5 separate regions of the Sus scrofa genome follow, and regions 1, 2, 3 and 4 are each linked to region 5. A link is a contact called in public targeted proximity ligation data. All regions are on one chromosome and are shown on one strand. The core of a region is the stretch at or near the end of the contact, and the rest is flanking DNA. Distances in the headings are between cores, read along the strand shown. Region 1 holds the start of MKL1 (MKL/myocardin-like protein 1). Region 2 overlaps MKL1 (MKL/myocardin-like protein 1). Region 3 overlaps MKL1 (MKL/myocardin-like protein 1). Region 4 has its middle 32 kb from the start of MCHR1. Region 5 overlaps MKL1 (MKL/myocardin-like protein 1).

Region 1 (3,754 bases), core at 1,218-3,717, 200 kb before region 5:
GAAAAAGAAAAAGAAAGTGAAAATACAACCCACAGAATGGGAGACAACCTTAGCAAATCATATCTGTAATAATATACCTAGAATATATAAAGAATTTATAACTCGATAATAAAAAGACAATCCAATTTTTTAAATGAGCAAGGGATCTGAATAGACATTTCTCCAAAGAAGATATACTGATGATTAATAAGTACATGAAAAGATGCTCAACATCACTAGCCATGAGGAAAATACAAATCAAAATCACGATGAGGCATGTATTTAACGCCACCCCACTGTACCTTACACATGGTTAAAATGATAAATGTATGTCATATGTATTTTATCACAGTAAGAAAAGCACAGTGAGATGCTGCTTCACGTCCACTATAATCGCTATTATATTACATTTTCTTTTTTTTTTCCTCAGTGTACAGCATGGGGACCCAGTCACACATACATGTATACAGAATTTTTTCTCCCATTGTCGTGCTGCATTGTAAGTATCTAGACATATAATTGCTGTTATAAATATGACCGATCATTGCAAGTGTTGGCAAGGATGTGGAGAGCTGGAATCCTCCTACCGGGTTGGTGGGAGTGTAAAGCGGTGCAGCCACTTTCAAAAACAGTTTAGCAGCTTCTCATGGTGTTACACACAGTTACCAGATGAGCCAGCAAGTCCACGCCTGGGTCTAAACCCAAGAGAAAGTAAAGCATGTCCACACAGCGGGGCTCCCTGGCCCCGCCTTCTGGGTGCAGAGCCCGGCCAAGGCCCTGTCCCAGGCCAGCGTGTCCCCGTGCAGAGTGGCCATGCTGGGAACTGGGGGGAGGGCCCCTGGGAGGTTGGGGATGGGGGTCGTGTCGCACTGTCCCACATGTCAGAGCAGCCGTGATGAATGGAGGGAGACACAGGGAGATGCAGAAGTCACCCGATTTCACAGGATTTCTCTGAAATCCCGCGGTACCAGAATGGGGTCTGCTCTGTGGCTTCAGGTGGGGGTGCCCAGGGGTCTGAGGTTCCCCGGGTGGGACTGGAGACTGGGGACTCCGCGGAGAGGCTGCCCCAGCCCTCGGCGCGCTTCTGTGGGAAGGCCTGAGGTTTAGGTGAAGCGTGTGGTGTTTAGAAGTAACATTGTTGGTGATTAGAGCAACACTGTTTCCGTAACACTGTTTCTGAGTCTAGTGCGTTGGAGAGAGAGGAATAAGCCCGGAGCGTTGCATGAAGCTCAGCCTGAGTGGTTCAGGGCGGAGCCCCCTGCACGTTGTGGTGTTTTCGTTGCTGCACTTGGGACTGTTCCCCGCCTGCAACCGCCCTGTGGCTGGACGGCTGTCCCTCCAGGCCCACGGTCCTGTCAGTGTAGACCACTGCAGGAAGGATCCCTGGAGTCTTGGTGAAAAGCTTTGTGCAGGCATTGGGTGGGGCTTCCCCTCATATTTATGATCTTAATTTATACAGAGCCCACCGTGCCGCACAGGCCTCCTGTATCGCTATGTACATATCCACCTCTGGGGTTGTAAGTACCCTGTTCTGTGTATAAATAAAACTGGCCTGTTTTTGAAAAACAAAAATAAAAACATGTCCACACAAAAACCTGTACACAGGAGTTCCCTGGTGGCCTAGTGGGTTATGGATCTTGTATTGTCACTGCTGTGGCTCAGGTCACTGCTGTGGCACAGGTTCAATCCCTGGCCTGGGAGCTTTTGCATGCCATGAGTGTGGCAAAAAAAATCCAAAACCTGTGCACAAATGTTCATAGCAGCATTAGTCATGATAACCAAAAAGTAGAAACAACCCAAAGGTCCATAAACTGAATGGAAAAATAAAATGTAGTATAATCACACAATAGAATATTATTCAGCCATGAAAAAGAATGAAGTACTGATACTTGCTACAACATGATTGAACCTTGAAATCGCTACACTAAGTGAAAGAAGCCGATCACAAAGACTATATGGCTTATGATTCTATCTTTATGAGATGCCCCATGTAGGCAAATCTTTGGAGCTATAAAGTAGGTTAGTGAATGCCTAGGGCTGGGCGAAAGGTGGGGTGGGGGAAGGAAATGACTGCTGATGACTAGGAGTTCTTCCATGGGGTGATGAAAATGTTCTAAAATTTACTGTGGTGATGGTTGCACCACTCCGTGAATATACGAAAAACCATTGAATCATACCTTTCAAAAGATGTGTTTTATGGTATATGAATTACATCTCAATAAATCTGTTTTGAAAAAGCGGGTGAGGGTGGGAGGGCTGTAACCACAGGAAGCCTTGAGGAAGGCACAGTCTCTTCTCCGTTTTCAGGGCAAGTATCTAGTCTCTCCCTCCTCGCCCAGCCTCCTGGGAGCCTCGTCCAGCTACAGCTTGCCCACATTTGGAGGATATTAGGACTGCCCTTTGGGAACAACTTTGAACACTCTTTGCTGAAAGGGACTTCCTAGGAACACCTTCGACATCTGAACTGTGGTGTCAAGTTGGGCTTCAGCTGATTCTGCTGACAATGTTGGACTCAGTACTTGGGTGGATTTACAGCTTGGCTCTGCTGCTGACTTGCTGTGTCATCCAGTAAGTCCCCGACCTGCTCTGTGCCAAATGGTAACCAGAGTAAAATGAGCCTGCCTTGGGATTCTCCTTGCTGCAGGCTTTTTTTGTATGTGTTGGGGCGGGGAGGTGGGGGTGCTGGCAAAATGAGAGTAACTAACATTTGCACAGGCTTTTTTTACACACATGCCTTTTCTTAGCTGACCCCGTGGAACAGATAAGATCCACAGCGCAGATGTAGATACGGAGGTTCCTAGAGTTGGGTGACTCTCAGGGCCGTCCAGCTGGCGGTGCTGCACCCCACGCCTAGGCCTTCTGCTCTTCTGATTCCAAATTCTGAGTTCATTCCTCTCCATGGCACTCCCTTTTTTTTTTTTTTTTTTTTCTTTTTAAATAATGATTTTTATTTTTTCTGTTATAGTTGGTTTGGGCCCCCTTCTGATGACTCTCTTTCTTTCGGCTTCTGAAATGCCTACATAGAGAAAAGGACTTACCTTTCAAATTGGTGCCAGCCACTGTGTTTTCAGCCCTTGCAGACAGCCCCTCTCCAGCCTTCCCTCTCTGGCCATTTGCCTGCTGGTTGCCTCTCACCCACTTCAGTTCTGCAGCATCTGGGCTCTGATCTCACCCAGCTGAACAAGGCTGGCTCACCCTCTGATGGTGGGTAAATGTTTGCAGAAAGCTTTGAGGTGGGGCTGGAATGAAAACCCAGCTCTCTTTTTTTTTTTTTTTTTTTTTTTTCTGCTTTTTAGGGCCGCACCCACAGCATATGGAGATTCCCAGGCTAGGGGTCGAATCGGAGCTACAGCTGCTGGCCTACACCACAGCCATAGCAACTTGGGATCTGAGCTGCATCTGCAGCCTACACTGAGGCTCACGGCAACGCCAGATCCTTAACCCACTGAGCAAGGCCAAGAGTCAAACCCACATCCTCATGAACTCCGAGAAGCCAGTTCTTTTTCAGAAGAGCTTTAAACCCCAGTTTTTTATTAGGGTACCCAGGACGCTTCATGATCTGGCCTCTACCCACCTGTCAGGCCTCTGCCTCCACCACCTCCTATTTCTCCCCGTGTCATATTTCAGTGGCTTAGCATTGCTACAAAGTGTCCCATGCTTCTCCAACGTCTACACACAATGGCCCCTTGGATTTTTCTTTGCTTGTCTGCCTCCTAAGCTCTTTTTCAAAATGCCCCAGAATGTCCTTCGCCCCCAGCTCCCTTCTGCTCCCTGC
Region 2 (3,913 bases), core at 686-3,185, 150 kb before region 5:
TCTTTTTTTTTTTTTTTGGGTTACCTTTTAATTTTTGCATCTCTTTCCCCCCAAATTAAAATGAGACACTTGGAGTTCCCGTTGTGGCACAGTGGTTGACGGGTCTGACTAGGAACCATGAGGTTGCGGGTTTGGTCCCTGCCCTTGCTCAGTGGGTTGAGGATCCGGCGTTGCCATGAGCTATGGTGTAGGTTGCAGATCCTGCGTTGCTGTGGCTCTGGCGTAGGCCGGGGGCTACAGCTCTGATTCGACCCCTAACCTGGGAACCTCCATGTGCCGCGGGAGCGGCCCAAAGAAATAGCAAAAAGACAAAAAAAAAAAAAAAAAAAGGCACTTATGTATTTTTTTCAGAAGAAATATTTGTTTGAAAGACCCTGAATTCTGTGAAATTGCCCCCCCATGGGAAGTTTATATTTTAGAAGAAAAGGATAATGTCATTTTAGATTATAAAAATTATTCCCATTCCCTATGGAACATAAGACAGGCTTTTTTGTTGTTGTTGTCTTTTTAGGGCTGCACCCGCAACATATGGAAGTTCCCAGACTAGGGGTTGAATTGGAGCTGTAGCTACTGGCTTACACCACAGCCACAGCAACTGGGGATCTGAGCCATGTTTGTGGCCCACACCACAGCTCATGGCAATGCCACATCCTCAACCCACTGAGTGAATTCAGGGATTGAACCTGCATCCTCATGGATACTAATCAGGTTCGTTAACCGCTGAGCCATGATGGGAACTCCAAGACAAACTTTTTAAAACAATTTCCAGCAAAGATTCCATATAAGCAGGTTTTGAGCCAAAAGCATTGACAATAACTGCTTTAATCTACTACTGCCCAAGTTTGTTTGTTTTTTGAGGGGTACACCCACAGCATGTGTCACAGCTGTAACCAGAGCCACAGCAGTGACAACACCGATCCTTAGCCCACTGAACCACCAGGGAAGTCCTGCCTAAGGTTTTAAAGGATAGCATTTCCAAATCTTCAGGACACACACATCTACTTTTTAAATTCTTTTCAGTTGGGGGAAGGGTATAAGTATTTAAAATTTTCTGTTGTAATTTCTAAAACATTTTCTATCTTAATAAAAGTGTGTTTAGTAGTATGTAGTAGAATAAATACATTGGTCTAGTAATCAGATTCTGGTCGTAGTCTTCCTGTTATCAAGTCATTGAACCCTTTCTGCACTGGTTTCCCAACTGAAATGGATGGGTGAGCTTCTGAGGTTTACTTACACAAATTTAATCATTCCAGGTTTTATTGGCATTTTTCTGAAGCTGATAAAAGACTAAAATTGGAATTCCCGTCATGGCTCAGTGGTTAATCTGACTAGGAACCATGAGGTTGCGGGTTCGATCCCTGGCCCTGCTCAGTGGTTAAGGATCCGTGAGCTGTGGTGTAGGTCACAGACGCAGCTCAGATCCCGTGTTGCTGTGGCTGTGGTGTAGGCCGGCGGCTCCAGCTCCGATTAGACCCCTAGCCTGGGAACCTCCATATGCTGTGGGTGTGGCCCTAGAAAAGGCAAAAAGACCAAAAAAAAAAAAAAAAAAAGACTAAAATAAACTTTGCTTATAGTACTATTCATATAAAAATATAATTTATTTCAATATAAAATACGTTAGGCTTGAATTCTCAAGAGATTTAGTCAGTGGATGACTAAAACAGCCTTTTTATGAGATGGTCTCATGTAGAAATCTGTTTCAAAATACATTCTCTGGCAACTTACAACTACAAAACCAGGATCTCATTTTAAGTGAGATTAATAATTGTAAGAAATTTGTCATTATCTTATATCCTGTTTCTATTCAGATGTTTTTAAATAGTAACTCAGCACTATTTAGGAGTTGACTTTTTCTGTTACGGCTTTCATTGCTTTAGTCACTCTCCCTTGACTAAGTTCCTTTTCCTGAGAATAAAGGATTGAGCTCATACCTTTGCATACCGATCTAGAGAGTATTTTAAGCTTGGCATGTTCAAACCTGGCTGACTTGATTAATATGTGGACAGACTAGCACATTAGAACATTTTTTAAGTTCCAAGCCACAAATTGTGCTTTAAATGAACATGGACATGTATACAATTAATACTTAAGCCTTGAATAGCACAGACATTCAAAGTGCCTGTTGCCCTGGGTGACTGCTTTTCAGCGAGGCTCCTGCTTGCCCTGCACATTTCTTCCAGTGCTTTAAGCTGAGCCAAGAGCAGAGTCAAGAGAGGGTTTGGTCCTTTTGCGCTCTGCTACTCTCTGTTTTTGGCAGAGAAAAAGGCTGCTGTTTTACTTCTTAAACTCCCACCATATGGAAAGTTTCTATAAATACACCTTGGATTTATGATTGGACTTCTATATTTGTAACTTCTATGATTTATGACTAAAGCCAGTATAAAGACATTTAAACATACATACTGCATACAAAGTTGTGGCATACTTTCAGTGAGAAAGCTCACCAGCCACAGTATCTAATGATCAGTTCATTTAATGTCTCCTGTCTTTGTTGGCATGGATGAGGTCCCTTTTTTTTTTTTTTGGCTGCACCCATAGCATGTGGAAGTTCTCAGGTCAGAGATTAAACCTGAGCCAAAGCAGTGGTAATGCTGGATCCTTAACTGCTAGGCCACTGGGGAGCTCCCACTTTGACTTTTTTTGTGCATGAATTGTTGGTATAATTATGTAGTAGACATATTCATGAAAATATAAAAATGCATTAGATTTTTGACAAGCTGAATTGTTTAAAGGTACTGAATGAGCTGACTTTTTAGAAGAGTCCTATCATTATTCTGTTTATAGATTTGAATCAGTCGGGCCAACAAGTGCATAATGGGCACCTGTTATGTGCCAGACACTGTGCTAGTCTTGGGGGATATAGAGTTGTATAAAAGATGTTTCCTGTTTGGACAAGTAAGAGGGAAAAAAGGAAGCCTGGGGACAGTACAGTGTTTTAACCATTCTAATGGAGAAGGAGACAAATGCCATGGGAGTGTGGCAGAGAGGACAGCAGACCAACTCTGAAGAATTGGAAAAGGTTATAGAAAAATAGTTCAGTTGAATCTTAATGGTAAAAAATTATTTATTACAGTGGCTATATTTTATTGAGTGCTCCTGTATACCAGGATAAATTAATAACCTACCAGGGAAAGGGAGGGGCATTTAAGGCAGTTGGAAAAGCAGTGGAGCTGTCAAAGATTGTGTGTCCTAGAAGTTTGAAGTTTGGTATAGCTACTGGATATGAGGAGATCATTGGCCAAGGCAAAGGCTAGTAGGACTGAATGGGATCCTATTATGGAGGACTTCAGATAGAGTCTGCCTGAGCCTGCTACCAAATTTTTTTTTTTTTTTTTTTTTTTTTTTTGGTCGTTTTGCCTTTTCTAGGGCTGCCCCCGCGGCATATGGAGGTTCCTAGGCTAGGGGTCTAATTGGAGCTGTTGCTACTGGCCTACGCCACAGCTGCAGCAACACCGGATCTGGGCCGTGTCTGCACCACAGCTCACGGCAACGCCAGATCCTTAACCCACTGAGCGAGGCCAGGGATTGAACCTGCAACCTCATGGTTCCTAGTCGTATTGGTTAACCACTGAGCCACGACGGGAGCTCCTCTCCTCTCTGTTTTTTGCTTTTGTTTTAAATTTTTGAAGGTCCAGCTTTAGGGCAAGTCTTTTCTGAAGCTTTCCTTTCCTTTTCCTAAAGGTTATTGATTTTTTTTCCCCTGAATGATTGCACAGAGTATATACCTCATCATAGGGCATTCCATTTGTTGAACCATTTCTTGCATTTAGTCTGATCTCCCCAGCTAGTTTCTCAACTCCTAAAGGGCAGAGAATGAATCCTGTTTATCACCTGGTATAGTGCTCAGCCACCATGGGGACTTAAGCGATACATAATGAGAAGATGACTGTGAAGCATTTATAGGTATCAACCA
Region 3 (3,868 bases), core at 1,286-3,785, 170 kb before region 5:
CACATACATACTTCCTATAGCTCATTTGAGAATTAATCAACTCGTTACTTGAACTTTTGTCTATTATAGATAGGAGTTGGGTCAAGGGAGGGCAGTGCACAGGTGAATAACCAGAAAGAGTAGAACAATATTCAAAGTAAATTATAACTACTCTGGACTTTCTAACCCTCTTTAATTTGGTGTCTGTCCCCAACTTGCATGTTGCTAAGCCATTGGGTTGTCTCTAGCTTAGAAAAATGGTAACACTTCTTCTAGTTACTCGGGGAAGAACCTTAGAGTCATCTTCTCTTTCTTTCCCACAATATCCACCCCATCAGCAAATCCTGTTAGCTCTCCACATGTATGATAACCTGGTCACGTTTCATCACCTCTGCCATAATCACCTATGTCTAAGCCCTCTGTATTCATTAGTGTATTAATTTCCTGTGCTACTTTAACAAATCACCCACGAATTGGTGGTGGCTTAAAACAACACATATTTATTCTCCTATGGTTCTGAAGGTCAGATGTCTGAAACCAGTTTCATTGGGCTGAAATCAAGGTGTCAGCAACAGAGTTGCAGTCCTGCCAGAGTCCCTAGGGGAGAGTCTGTTCTTCACCTCTTCCAGCTTCTGGTGACTGCTGGCATTCCTTGGCTTAAGGCAGTATCTCTTCAGTCTTCAAGGCCAGCATCTTCAGATTTCTTTCTGCACATCTCCTCTGTGTTTGTCACCTCTCTCTCTGCTTCTTTTATAGATGTGATTGCATTTAAGGCTCATACAGATAATCCAAGATAATCACCCCATCTCAAGATCCTTAGCTTAATCATATCTGCAGATATACTCCCCCCCCCTTTTTTTTTTGATTCATAAGGTAGCATAGGTACCAGGGATTAGGATATGGAGGATGTGGTTATCTTTTAGGGTTCCATTTTTCAGTTTACTACACTCTGCTCCCAAAGATTCACATCTGTCCTACATGCCAAATATATTCATTCCATTCCAACATTCCTGAGTCTCAACCTACTGCAGCATCCACTCAACTCCAAGATCTCATTTAAATATCGTCAGCTTTAAAGTCCAAAATCTGTCATACAACTCATCTAAATCAGGTATAGGTGAGACTTTGGGTATGATCCCTCTTGGTGCAAAATTTCTTTCCGTCTGTGGACCTGGGAAACTAGACAGTAAGTTATGTGTTCCCAGCTTTTAGACATTCCCATTCCAAAAAGGAGAAAATGCAAGGAATAAGTGTGTCACTGGTCCCACCGATTTTAAAATTCAGCAGAAAATCTCTTAGGTTGCAAAGCCTAGGAGTAATCCTCTGTAGCTAGAGATGCCACCCTCTGGGACTCTGGCTTCGGGACCCAAGACTGTTCCTGGAATTATCTTCACTTTTTCTTGAAGGGTAGCACGTGGTTGCTGTGTGGTTTTATTAGTAGTTAAATTGCCTGTAGAATTTTGGTAGTCCAACAGGCTTCCTTTGCTTTGTTTTCTTTCTGTCCCTTTCAGGCCAAGCTGGCTGGCGTGTTTCTGCTTATGTAAGAGTCTCAGAAACCTTTTGAGTCTCCTATGTATGTATGTCTCAGGGATTTTTTTTTTTTTTTAAGCAGACATGAATGTCCTATATTGTTTATTAGGTAAGAATTTTTATGATTTTATGATTTTTATTTTTTCCATTATAGCTGATTTACAGTGTTCTGTCAATTTCTACCATACAGCTAAGTGACCCAGTCATACATATCTATATATATTCTTTTTTTCACATTATCCTCTATCATGTTCCATCACAAGTGAGTGGATACAGTTCCCTGTGCTATACAGTAGGATCTCATTGCTTATCCACTAGGTAAGAATTTTATAAACAGTACTTGTATCAGCAGTATCGGTGAAGTAGGAGACTATTGCATCTTCTTCAAGCTGTGTGGCGAGAACCACAAGTAGTGTGGTGGAACTTGAGGCCCTTCTCGAGGCCACAGCTCTTTCTGCCAGCAAGTCAGCCCTCGCATCTCCCTGTGCTTGTAGACTGGTTTGATGCTCCATTGGGTGTCAGGATTTCTTCTCATAGCTTTATGGAATGGATCAATGAGGATAACCTCAGAGAATTTGTACATAGAAGCTTCACCAACTCAGTAAGAATTTAGGACCTCGGCAGTAGACTCAAGGCTTCGGGCAGACTTCAGCTGGTTGACACCATGGGGTGGACAGGCTTGCCATGGTGGCACCCTTAGGCTTGCCATGGTGGCACATGAATCTGATGACCTTACCTGGCCTTGTACCCAGCCTGCGAGCCTTATCAGGCCAGTTGAGGTGGGGGGCCCTGTGAGACGCTGAGGGCTGGTGGGACTGCCGGCAGTGCACTGGAGGAGAAAGCCTCTTCCTCCATAGCTCCTGGAGGTACGCGTAGGCGCCCATCTCGGCTTACATGATGGCTGCCGCCAGATGGAAAGGGGTTCTTGTCATTAGACAGGAGGCTCCTCCGTAGATCTTCCCTGGATAATCGCCTGTCTCTTCCTAGCTTCCGCTTAGACGGTTGGTTGAGGGCCCCTGAGTTACATGTGTGATCTTTCAGCAGGAGTAAAATGTTGTCCAGCCACACTCTTGGCTTTCCTCGCCACAGCAGTGCTTTCTTACTAGCGTCTCCTAATTTTAGCATTTTTTGTGGTCTAGATAAGCTGAGAATTTCTCAAATCATCACATACTAGTTTCCTTTGTTTGACATTTAGCCCATCAATTTTTCTTTCCTCTTGCATTTTGCTGTAAGCAACCAGAAGAAACCAGCCTGCACCTTCAACTTGCTGCTTGAAAATCCCCTTAGCTAAATATCCAAGTTCTGCTTTTCACACAACTGTAGGACGAAATTCAGCTAAGTTTTTTTTTTTGCCATTGTCTGAAAAGGATCCCTTTTGCTCCAGTTCCTTTTTTTTTTTTTTTTTGTCTTTTTGCCCTTTCTAGTGCCACTCCCGCGGCACATGGAGGTTCCCAGGCTAGGGGTCTAATTGGAGCTATAGCCACTGGCCTACATCAGAGCCACAGCTATGCAGGATCTGAGCCGAGTCTGCAGTCTACACCACGGCTCATGGCAATGCCGGATCCTCAACCCACTGAGCAAGGCCAGGGATCGAACCTGCAACCTCATCATTCCTAGTTGGATTCGTTAACCACTGAGCCACAAGGGGAACTCCTTTCCTCCAGTTCCTAATAACATTCCTCATTTTCTTCTGAGACCTTACCAGAAGCACCTTTAGTGTTCGTGTTTTTTACGAGCCTTCTGTTTTTGATGACATTTATAGTCTCTAAAACAGTATAGGCTTTCTGTGTTGTGCTTCTCACTTCCCTCTGAGTTCTCACCAGAATCGCCTTCAGGGTCTCTATTTCTACCAACAGTTTGTTGAAGGCAGTCTAGGCTTTTGAAATTATGCTTCTCCGAATTATTTTTTTAAAGTATATAATGATTTTTATTTTTTTCATTATAGCTGGTTTACAGTGTTCTGTCAGTTTTCTCCTGTACAGCAAGGTGACCCAGTTACACATACATGTATAGATTCTTTTTTCTCACATTATCATGTTCCATCATAAGTGACTAGACATAGTTCCCAGTGCTACACAGCAGGACCTCATTGCTTATCCATTCCTGCGTCTCAGAATTCTTCCAGCCTCTACTCGTTATCTAATTTCAAAGCCATTTCCATGTTTAAAAGAATATGTTATAGCAGCAATCCCACTTCAAGATACCAAAATCTTTATCAGTCAGGGTTCAATCAGAGAAACAGAACAAGTAGGAGATTAAGGGACTTATTACAAGGATTTATTCTTTATCTGATTTGGGGTGGCGGGGGTGGGGGGGACGCTGGCTAGGCAACTGCAGCATCATAGGCTAGGCTGACAGA
Region 4 (3,911 bases), core at 838-3,337, 250 kb before region 5:
CACCACTTCCCCGCAGGGCAGGCTGTACACTTAAATGTGGCTGGTTGACTGCCTTTGGTTTTGAAAGACACCATGAAGACCTTCCCTAACAGCTGTTCTTTTTTAATGTTTGAAATTCATCCATCAGAAGCTGAATCATCTATGGTTAAGGATTGTCCTGGATAAGCGAGGAAGTTCAGCAACTTTAGGAAAGAGGCTGGAAAAATTGTTGTAATATTTTGGTTTATAAAATTCTTGTGGGAGGCTTTGGTGGAGATGGTGGAATAGGAAGCAGAAGGACTGTCTCCTCACCCCGACAACTGCTCTGGCACATCTGTCTCATGTAACTATTTTGAAACACTGAAGCCTGCTGAAGGCTTGCAACTTCTAGGCATGGCCCAGAAAGAGAACTTATATAAAAATTGTTTTCTTCCAATTAAAAAAAAATGTTTAAATACATGTAACATGAAATTTACCATTGTAGGAGCTCCTGTTATGGCTCAGCATGTGAAGCCCAACATAGTGTCCATGAGGATGCAGGTTCAATCACTGGCCTCGCTCAGTGGGTTAAGGATCCAGTGTTGCCGCAAGCTGTGGCATAGGTCGCATGTGCGACTCAGATCCAGCGTTGCTGTGGCTGTGGCATAGGCCTGCCGTTGCAGCTCTGATTCAACCCCTAGCCCACGAACTTCCATATGCTGCAGGTGTGGCCTTAAAAAGAAAAAAAATTACCGTTTTAAGTATACTGTTCAGTGATATTAAATACATTCATTATGTTGTGTAACCATCAGTACATTCATCTCCATAGCTTTTGTCTTCTTGTTAAACTGAAACTCTGTACTCACTAAATACCAACTTCCCGGAGTTCCCCCTTGTGGCGCAGCAGAAATGAATCCAACTAGTATCCATGAAGATGCAGGTTCGATCCCTGGCCTTGCTCAGTGGGTTAAGGATCCAGCGTTGCTGTGAGCTTGAGCTGTGGTGTAGGTCGCAGATGCAGCTCAGATCTAGCATTGTTGTGGCTGTGGTGTAGGCCGGCGGCTACAGCTCTGATGCGACCCCTAGCCTAGGAACCTCCATATGCTTCAAGTGCAGCCCTAAAAATAAATACATACATACCAACTTCCATTCCTCCCTCTCCCCAGCCCTTGGCAACCACCGTTCTATTTTCAGTCCCTGAATTTGACTTCTCTAGGGTCGCTCCTATGAGTGGAAACATACAGTATTATCTTTTTGTGATGGGCTTATTTCACTGAGCGTAATGTCCTCAGGTTTTATCCATGTCGTAGCATATGTTAGAATTTCCTTCCCTCATGCAAAGGAAAATATGCTTTCTGCTTTCTGCACTCCGCTTTATATAGTAATTTCTTTTATGAATTTAGGCATGAGTTTGATGTGTGAAACAGATGCCTCAGTTCCTAAGAACCTGACCAGTTTTGTATGCACTAGGAAAGGTCTGTTTCTTCATTTATTCATTTCTTGGACAGACACTGATTGAGCACCTCCACTGGACCAGAGCCTCTGCAGTGCTCAGAGTGCAAAGCAGAATAACACAGTCTCTGTCCTCGAGTAAAGAGCTACCTGTATTAAGTAAAGAGAAGAACTGAAAAACCTTTTTGGGTTTGTTTTTTTTGTTTTTTGTTTTTTGGGTTTTTTTTTTTTTTTTTTTTTTTTTTTGTCTTTTTGCTATTTCTTGGGCCGCTCCCTTGGCATATGGAGGTTCCCAGGCTAGGGGTCCAATCGGAGCTGTAGCCGCCAGCCTACGCCAGAGCCACAGCAACGCAGGATCCAAGCCGCGTCTTCGACCTTCACCACAGCTCACGGCAACGCCGGATCCTTAACCCACGGAGCAAGGGCAGGGACCGAACCTGCAACCTCATGGTTCCTAGTCAGATTCGTTAACCACTGTGCCACGAAGGGATCTCCTGGGTTTGTTTTTGAAAACCTTTAAAGCTCCTTTTATACTAACAGGTTGTGTGATTTTATAAACATCACAATTTTTTTGATGCTGGCAAACTCCACCACCCCCACCCCCGCCCCCGCCTGTCCCGAGACTGGATCCCGCCATCACCTCTCTCGCCCGCCCGGCGGCACCAGGATTCTTGGCTTGCCTCTGTAAGGGCAAATGAGGAGGTTGCTGAGGTCCAGCAGTTCCGAAGAGAAAACGTTTCACTGATTTTTACGATGGGGAACGCAAAAATTAGTATATCAAATATTGCTTTTCAGTTCTGTTTTCAGACTCCGTTTTGGAATGAGCATATCGATGGCCATTAACATGAAGTATTATTTATTCTTTGTGTTGTGGCTTTTATCTCAAACCCTTTCCTTAGGTCTCTGGAGAGCTATCTGGTGGCTGTAATTTACCCAGACGTTTTCTATTTCATTTTCAGCTGACACACACTGATCCATGGCATAGCTCCAAGGAGAGTGCCTGCGGCTTCGGCAGGACAGAAAGGAGATGGCCCTGGCCTGGCCACTAGCAGGAGAGAGGCTGTGGAATCAACAGACCTGAGTTTCGAGCCTGGTTCTGCTCCATTTATGAGTGAGTGACTTTAACCAAGTTTGCCCGTGTTCCTGACCCTCCATTTCAACGTCTGTAGAATGAAAGATGCCATACTCACCCGAAAAAGTGTAGGGGAGGACTGAGAACCCGTGGTGGGTTGTCTCCCCACAGTATCTGGGTGTTTTTTTTTCTCCTTTGGTTTGCAACAGTTTATAAGATGTTTGATCAAGGCTTAGGTTGTACTTTTTTATTATTTGAGTTTTTTTTATTTTTAATTTTTCATACAACTTTTAAAGGTTACACTCTATTTACAGTTACTACACGGGAGGGTCCCATCATGGCTAAGTGGAAACGAACCTGACTAGGATCCGTGAGGAGGTGGGTTCGATCCCTGGCCTCACGCAGTGGGTTAAGGATCTGGCATTGCCGTGAGCTGTGGTGTACGTTGCAAATGCGGCTCGAGTCCCACCTTGCTGTTGCTGTGGTGTAGGCCATCAGCTACAGCTCCAGTTAAACCCCTAGCTTGGGAACTTCCCTATCTGCAGGTGTGACCCTAGAGAAACAAAAAAAATAAATGAAGTTACTACAAAATATGGGCTCTATTCCCCATGTTATGTAGGACATCCTTGCTGTACTTTGACTTTAAGCTGGGGGCGCTCCTGCTCTCAGCCTTGTGTTCTAAAGGGGGAAACCCCAGGTCTACCTCTAGGCGTGGTTCCTGACTAGCTTAGGACCAGCATCCCCACCTCTAGCCACAGGGACAGGTCTACTGCTGGGCATGTACCTTCGTCAGGGCTGATGGGAGACAAAGAAACACGGGCTGGGAGTTTCTGGAAGGAAAAGCTTCTCTCATCCATGTGGACTTGAACAAGGTAATTTATAACCCAAGGAGCAGCTGACAGCCCTTCAAACCATAAGGGAAGAGCCTGCCTGGGGGTGGAGCCAGTCCCGAGTGCCTCACGTGGAGCCAGTGCTGCCCTGGACCTGTTGTCCACAAGAGCCAATAGATCTATTTTGTTATTTCAGCCAATTCCAGATGAGTTTTATGTTTCTTACATCATAGTCCTATTTGATTGTAGTGGGTTGAATGGTGGGCCCCCAAATGATACGTCAACATCTAAACCCCTGGAACCCGTGAATGTGACCTTATTTGGAAAAAGGGCCTTTGCAGAAGGAATTGAGTAAAAGATCTGGAGATGAGAGCATCCTGGATTATCCAAGTGGGCTCTAAATCCAATGGCAAGTATCCTTGTGAAAGACACAGACTGAAGGCCCTGTAAAGATGGGGACAGAGATAGGGGTGGTGCAGCTACAAGCCAACGCAGGTCTGGAGCCACCAGAAGCTAGAAGAGGCAGGGAAGGATTCTCCCCCTAGAGCCCGCAAAGAGAGCCAGGCCCTGCTGACACTTTGATTTTGGACTCTGGCCCC
Region 5 (3,853 bases), core at 1,277-3,776:
GACCCCAAGAATGTATATTCTCAGAAACAACATGCATGCTTCTTGGGTTTGCATTGATTTACAGGAGCTTCTCTTTCAGAGACTGCCTTCTTGGAGTTTCTGGGAAAATGAAATTTCTGAGCAAGTAGTACCCTGGTCCTTCTGGCAAAGCCATTAAGGCAGCAGAGGGCAGGGGGCCGAGAGTCCAAAGTGAATGCAGCCCCCCGCCCCCGGCTCGGACACATGCTCATGGGTTAACTTAGAGTCTTGGGGGATTTTCCACAACTAGTCGAAGCCTGAACGTTCCAACTTATTTTCTGCTTTGCTGTGCTTCCTCGTGTCTCTCTCCCTCAGTGGGGAAGCTTGTGCATTTTGCCTGGGTACTGCCGCCTGCTTCTACATCAGGAAAGCCCAGGCCTTACCTTTATCACCCTCATCTTTTCCTTAGGTTCCCCTCCACAGCTGCGGCTTTTAGCAAAGCTGGCTGGACCTGTATAGGAGCCTCTCCACCCCAAACCCCAGTCTACCCAGAGCACTGGCCCTGGCCCCAGCCTCCCCCCCCACCCCGTGAACCTGGGCGCCCCGCCACCTGTTGGAAGTAGCTGTTGAAATTGCTGACTTGCTCTCAGAGAGCAGAATCGGGCGTGGGGAAAGAGGCACCAAGTGAGAGGCTCTTCAAGAGCTGACGGAAGCACAGAACCAGACCTGGGTTGGAGTCCATCCCTCAGCAAATGACCTCACAGTCACTGCAGCGTTAGTGTCCTCACACGTAGAAGGAGAATTATGCTACCTACCTCGTGCTTGTTAAAACGATTTGGTGAGACCATGACGTTGGTGTTACAAGACGAAACAGTCTTTGGGATTGGTCGTTACTGTCGTGAGTTCGTCTCTTGGTCTTCACTCTGGTTCTCGCGGGTCCCCCTCCTGGCTTGTCTCCCAGCGTCTGCGGCTGCAGGCTGCGCCCTGCCCTCCACGTGAGCCAGGTTTCCCATCATGGCTTCGTGTACCTGCCGTTACTTTGCACTTGTCTTCTGAGCCTTCCTCAAACCTGTCTGTGCTCAGTGCTGTGGTCGAGCTGGCCTTCCCACAGCGCCTGCCCTCAGCCCTGCGTCTCAGCAGTGTGTGTACTTGAAGCCTTCTTGTCTCCCCATAAGGTCATTCTTATCCACTTTTTGAAGAGGTGAAGAAACCGACCAAGAGGAAGGAAAAAACTCCGACTTGGGCATGAGAGGGAATTAGGTTGTGATCCTAACTCTGCCACTTGCTGCCTTTCCTACCCTTTCTGAACCTGTCCCCATCTGTAAAGTGGGGTATAACCCGCCACACAGCATCACTAGGAATATTCAAGTAGACAGCACGTTTAAAGTATCAAGAATGGTGTCGTCCATAGAAGCAGACTTCCTCGCTATTACATGAAAAGTTCCTTAACTCGGTGCAGCCAAGGAGGAAGTCACATCCTCGACAGCTAGTCCACCTGTCACTTGTCCCATTCGTGGTGCGGCACCCCTGTCGTACAGGAGGATGATGCACTCCCCTTCCATCAGGAAATTCTGTGCTTCGGGAGTTGTTTTTCTAGACACTGGGTCTGTGCCTTCCTCCTTGGGACAGCCAGTGCAGGTTGTTGAGGCCGCAAGCTGGCTGGTGTTTTAGTCAGCTAATCTGTGGCTGTGGTGCCTAAACCAGCCGGCCTGTGTGGGAATCTAGCCCAGGGCCCAACCGCGTTGCCGCGTCTGATGACAGCAGCAGTAAATGCATTGGTGAGCACCGCCGGCTTCAGAGCGCTTTCATTCTCAGAAGAGTCCCAGGAGGGAGCAAATGCTCACTCTGCAGAAGAAGAACATGAGACCCAGAAAGTGGTCCTACCCTGAGTCACGCCAGCGGTGACTGGCAGAGCCCAGGACGAGAACCCAGGGGTCTTGATGCTCCCTCTGGGACCTCTGTGACGTTTTGGACCCAGATGAGAGCCTAATTCTGGCAGTTCAAATGGACGTTTAGAGCTCACAGAATCCTCTAGTTTTCCTGTCAGTAGTGTACATTTTGTGTCCCTTATAGAATATTCATTAATTCATTGAATGAATTACGTGCTGGGTACTTTCGGCTTTGGGGGTCTGTCAGAAAGGAAAGAAGTAGACAAAACCCGGCCGTGCCCTGATGGAGCAAGCTTATTCAGATGTAACCAAATAAGAAAGATCTGTAGTATGACCGTAGAGAGTGTGAGATGGTATGAGCTATGCAGAAAAATAAGGCAGAAGGGCGGCTGGGGGTGGGGGTGGGGCAGACACTGAGTTGGCTCTGATTCTTAGTCTCATTCCCACTCTCTGAGAGCAAAGCTGCCTGTTCATTCCCTGCTGGTTCATCACACCCTGCATATCAGGGCTTTTGGAGACCGATTTTGGAGTTGAACCAGCTCTACTCAGTAGAAGCAGGTGCAGGGGCTGTCTGCTTACCCACTGAGAGGCCAGGACCTTCAGATTAGAGCTGGGTTGGCCTGGGTAGTGCTTTGGAATGCTCTGGTAGGCTGGGGAGGGAGCTGGTGCTGGTTTTCCTTAGATTATTTCTTAGATCTAGAGCTCCCCCTGCTGTTAGAAGGTGGGGTGCTCTCAACTGATCTTTTAAAATGATTGTTTTTTTACCCTAAGTTCTAAAAACCCCGAAACGTTTAAAAAAAAAAGTACTGCAGGACATTTGGAGCTTTCTTGTGAGACTGCTCCTGGTAAGGCCCAGCCCTCGGGGCGGGCTGGGGGAGGAAGCACAGAGGCCCCGGCAGGATAGGGCCCTATCTGTGCTCAATGCTACTTATAGCGTCTCCTTACCCTGCACTCCTACCACAGCCGGCAGCCCCGCAAAATTATCTCCCCACAGTTTCACAGCTGCTCTGAAATTCTCAAGCAGCAGAAGTGAAACTGACCATGATCTTATAAATTCCTCCTTACTGCTGTTCCCTGCTTGAAGTGAATCAGGCCCTTACCCTCTCATCCTCAGGGTGTCCTGCTGAGTTTTAACACAAGCTCTCTTCGTGATGCTGCATCCTTAGAGGGTTCTGCTTTGATCTCTCCACCTCGGTGCTGTTTACTGAGTCGAGAACTGCGGCCCCAGAACAGAGCTGAGTCTTGGGCGGGGGCTGCAGGGAGCCCTTCTGGTCAGCACTGGGTGTGTGCACCAGGGTTAACCATAGAGTCCCTGTGAAGTTCTTTTAGTCCTTCAAGGTGAAATTCAGGTTAATTTTAGCAGCACTATTAATATCAGCTGAGCTGAAGAAGGAAATGGCACCCAAGCAGACGTGTGTCTTTTTGGTTTAATTGCCCCATTCAGACCGTTTGGTTGCTTTGCGATTCCTGATGAGATTGAAGAGGGAGAGCAGGTGGACGCCGCTTGCAGCCCTGCTCCGTGTCCCCATCTTCCTGAGAGTAAAGGGAGGCCCGGCAGGCCTTCTTGGAGGGTTGCCTGCTCATGGAGGATTCTGTTACAGTTCTATTCCATGGGTGCTCTTTCTGGAGCCCAGGCTTAGGCAGGGACTCTCCACTGGGAACAAAGTAACCGAACTGTTTCGAGGGGGAGCTGAAGCACCGAGCTGTGTGCTTGCTCAGGTGCCGTTTTCTTCCTCACTTCAGCTGGTGCTGAGTCCTGCTAAAATCAACTTGAATTTAAGACGCCTTCTCCACTGTAAATTGGAAGTAGACATCATGCTTCACTATAAAGTAATCTTTTATGATTCTTTTCCCAACAGCTTTGAAAAGTCCAGCTGCATTTCATGAGCAGAGAAGGAGCTTGGAGCGGGCCAGGGTAAGGCACCTTCCCTCCCCAAGGATTCCCAGGAGCATTTTCAGAGCCTATTACGTTGCGGGTCCTCTTCCTTCCAGTCGGGCATGTCTCC

What was found.
Region 1: a contact with region 5 is called in a targeted proximity ligation map of skeletal muscle. A contact is called at or near these places in 18 of 47 Hi-C or Micro-C datasets (adipose tissue, blood, brain and 11 more) and 2 of 2 datasets of targeted methods (alveolar macrophages and skeletal muscle).
Region 2: a targeted proximity ligation map of skeletal muscle shows a contact between it and region 5. A contact is called at or near these places in 2 of 2 datasets of targeted methods (alveolar macrophages and skeletal muscle).
Region 3: a targeted proximity ligation map of alveolar macrophages shows a contact between it and region 5, with 6 times the contacts expected there. A contact is called at or near these places in 5 of 5 promoter capture datasets (fetal liver, fetal skeletal muscle, liver and 1 more), 27 of 47 Hi-C or Micro-C datasets (adipocytes, alveolar macrophages, blood and 12 more) and 2 of 2 datasets of targeted methods (alveolar macrophages and skeletal muscle).
Region 4: a contact with region 5 is called in a targeted proximity ligation map of skeletal muscle. A contact is called at or near these places in 1 of 47 Hi-C or Micro-C datasets (embryonic fibroblasts) and 1 of 2 datasets of targeted methods (skeletal muscle).

Annotation. Positions count from the first base shown.
Region 1 is chr5:7,748,883-7,752,636 of Sscrofa11.1, forward strand. MKL1 (MKL/myocardin-like protein 1) reads left to right here and starts at 2,468. Exons shown (of 16, transcript XM_021092835.1): 1 at 2,468-2,547. The coding sequence starts at 2,483. It also overlaps a transcript of MCHR1 not described here.
Region 2 is chr5:7,809,201-7,813,113 of Sscrofa11.1, forward strand. The region is part of intron 2 of MKL1 (MKL/myocardin-like protein 1); the gene reads left to right. Among named protein-coding and RNA genes, the nearest start is that of MKL1, 60 kb to the left of the region's middle.
Region 3 is chr5:7,786,071-7,789,938 of Sscrofa11.1, forward strand. All of the region lies in intron 2 of MKL1 (MKL/myocardin-like protein 1), which reads left to right. Among named protein-coding and RNA genes, the nearest start is that of MKL1, 37 kb to the left of the region's middle.
Region 4 is chr5:7,704,969-7,708,879 of Sscrofa11.1, forward strand. No RefSeq gene overlaps it. Among named protein-coding and RNA genes, the nearest start is that of MCHR1, 32 kb to the right of the region's middle.
Region 5 is chr5:7,953,780-7,957,632 of Sscrofa11.1, forward strand. MKL1 (MKL/myocardin-like protein 1) reads left to right here. Exons shown (of 16, transcript XM_021092835.1): 6 at 3,707-3,762. Among named protein-coding and RNA genes, the nearest start is that of SGSM3, 62 kb to the right of the region's middle.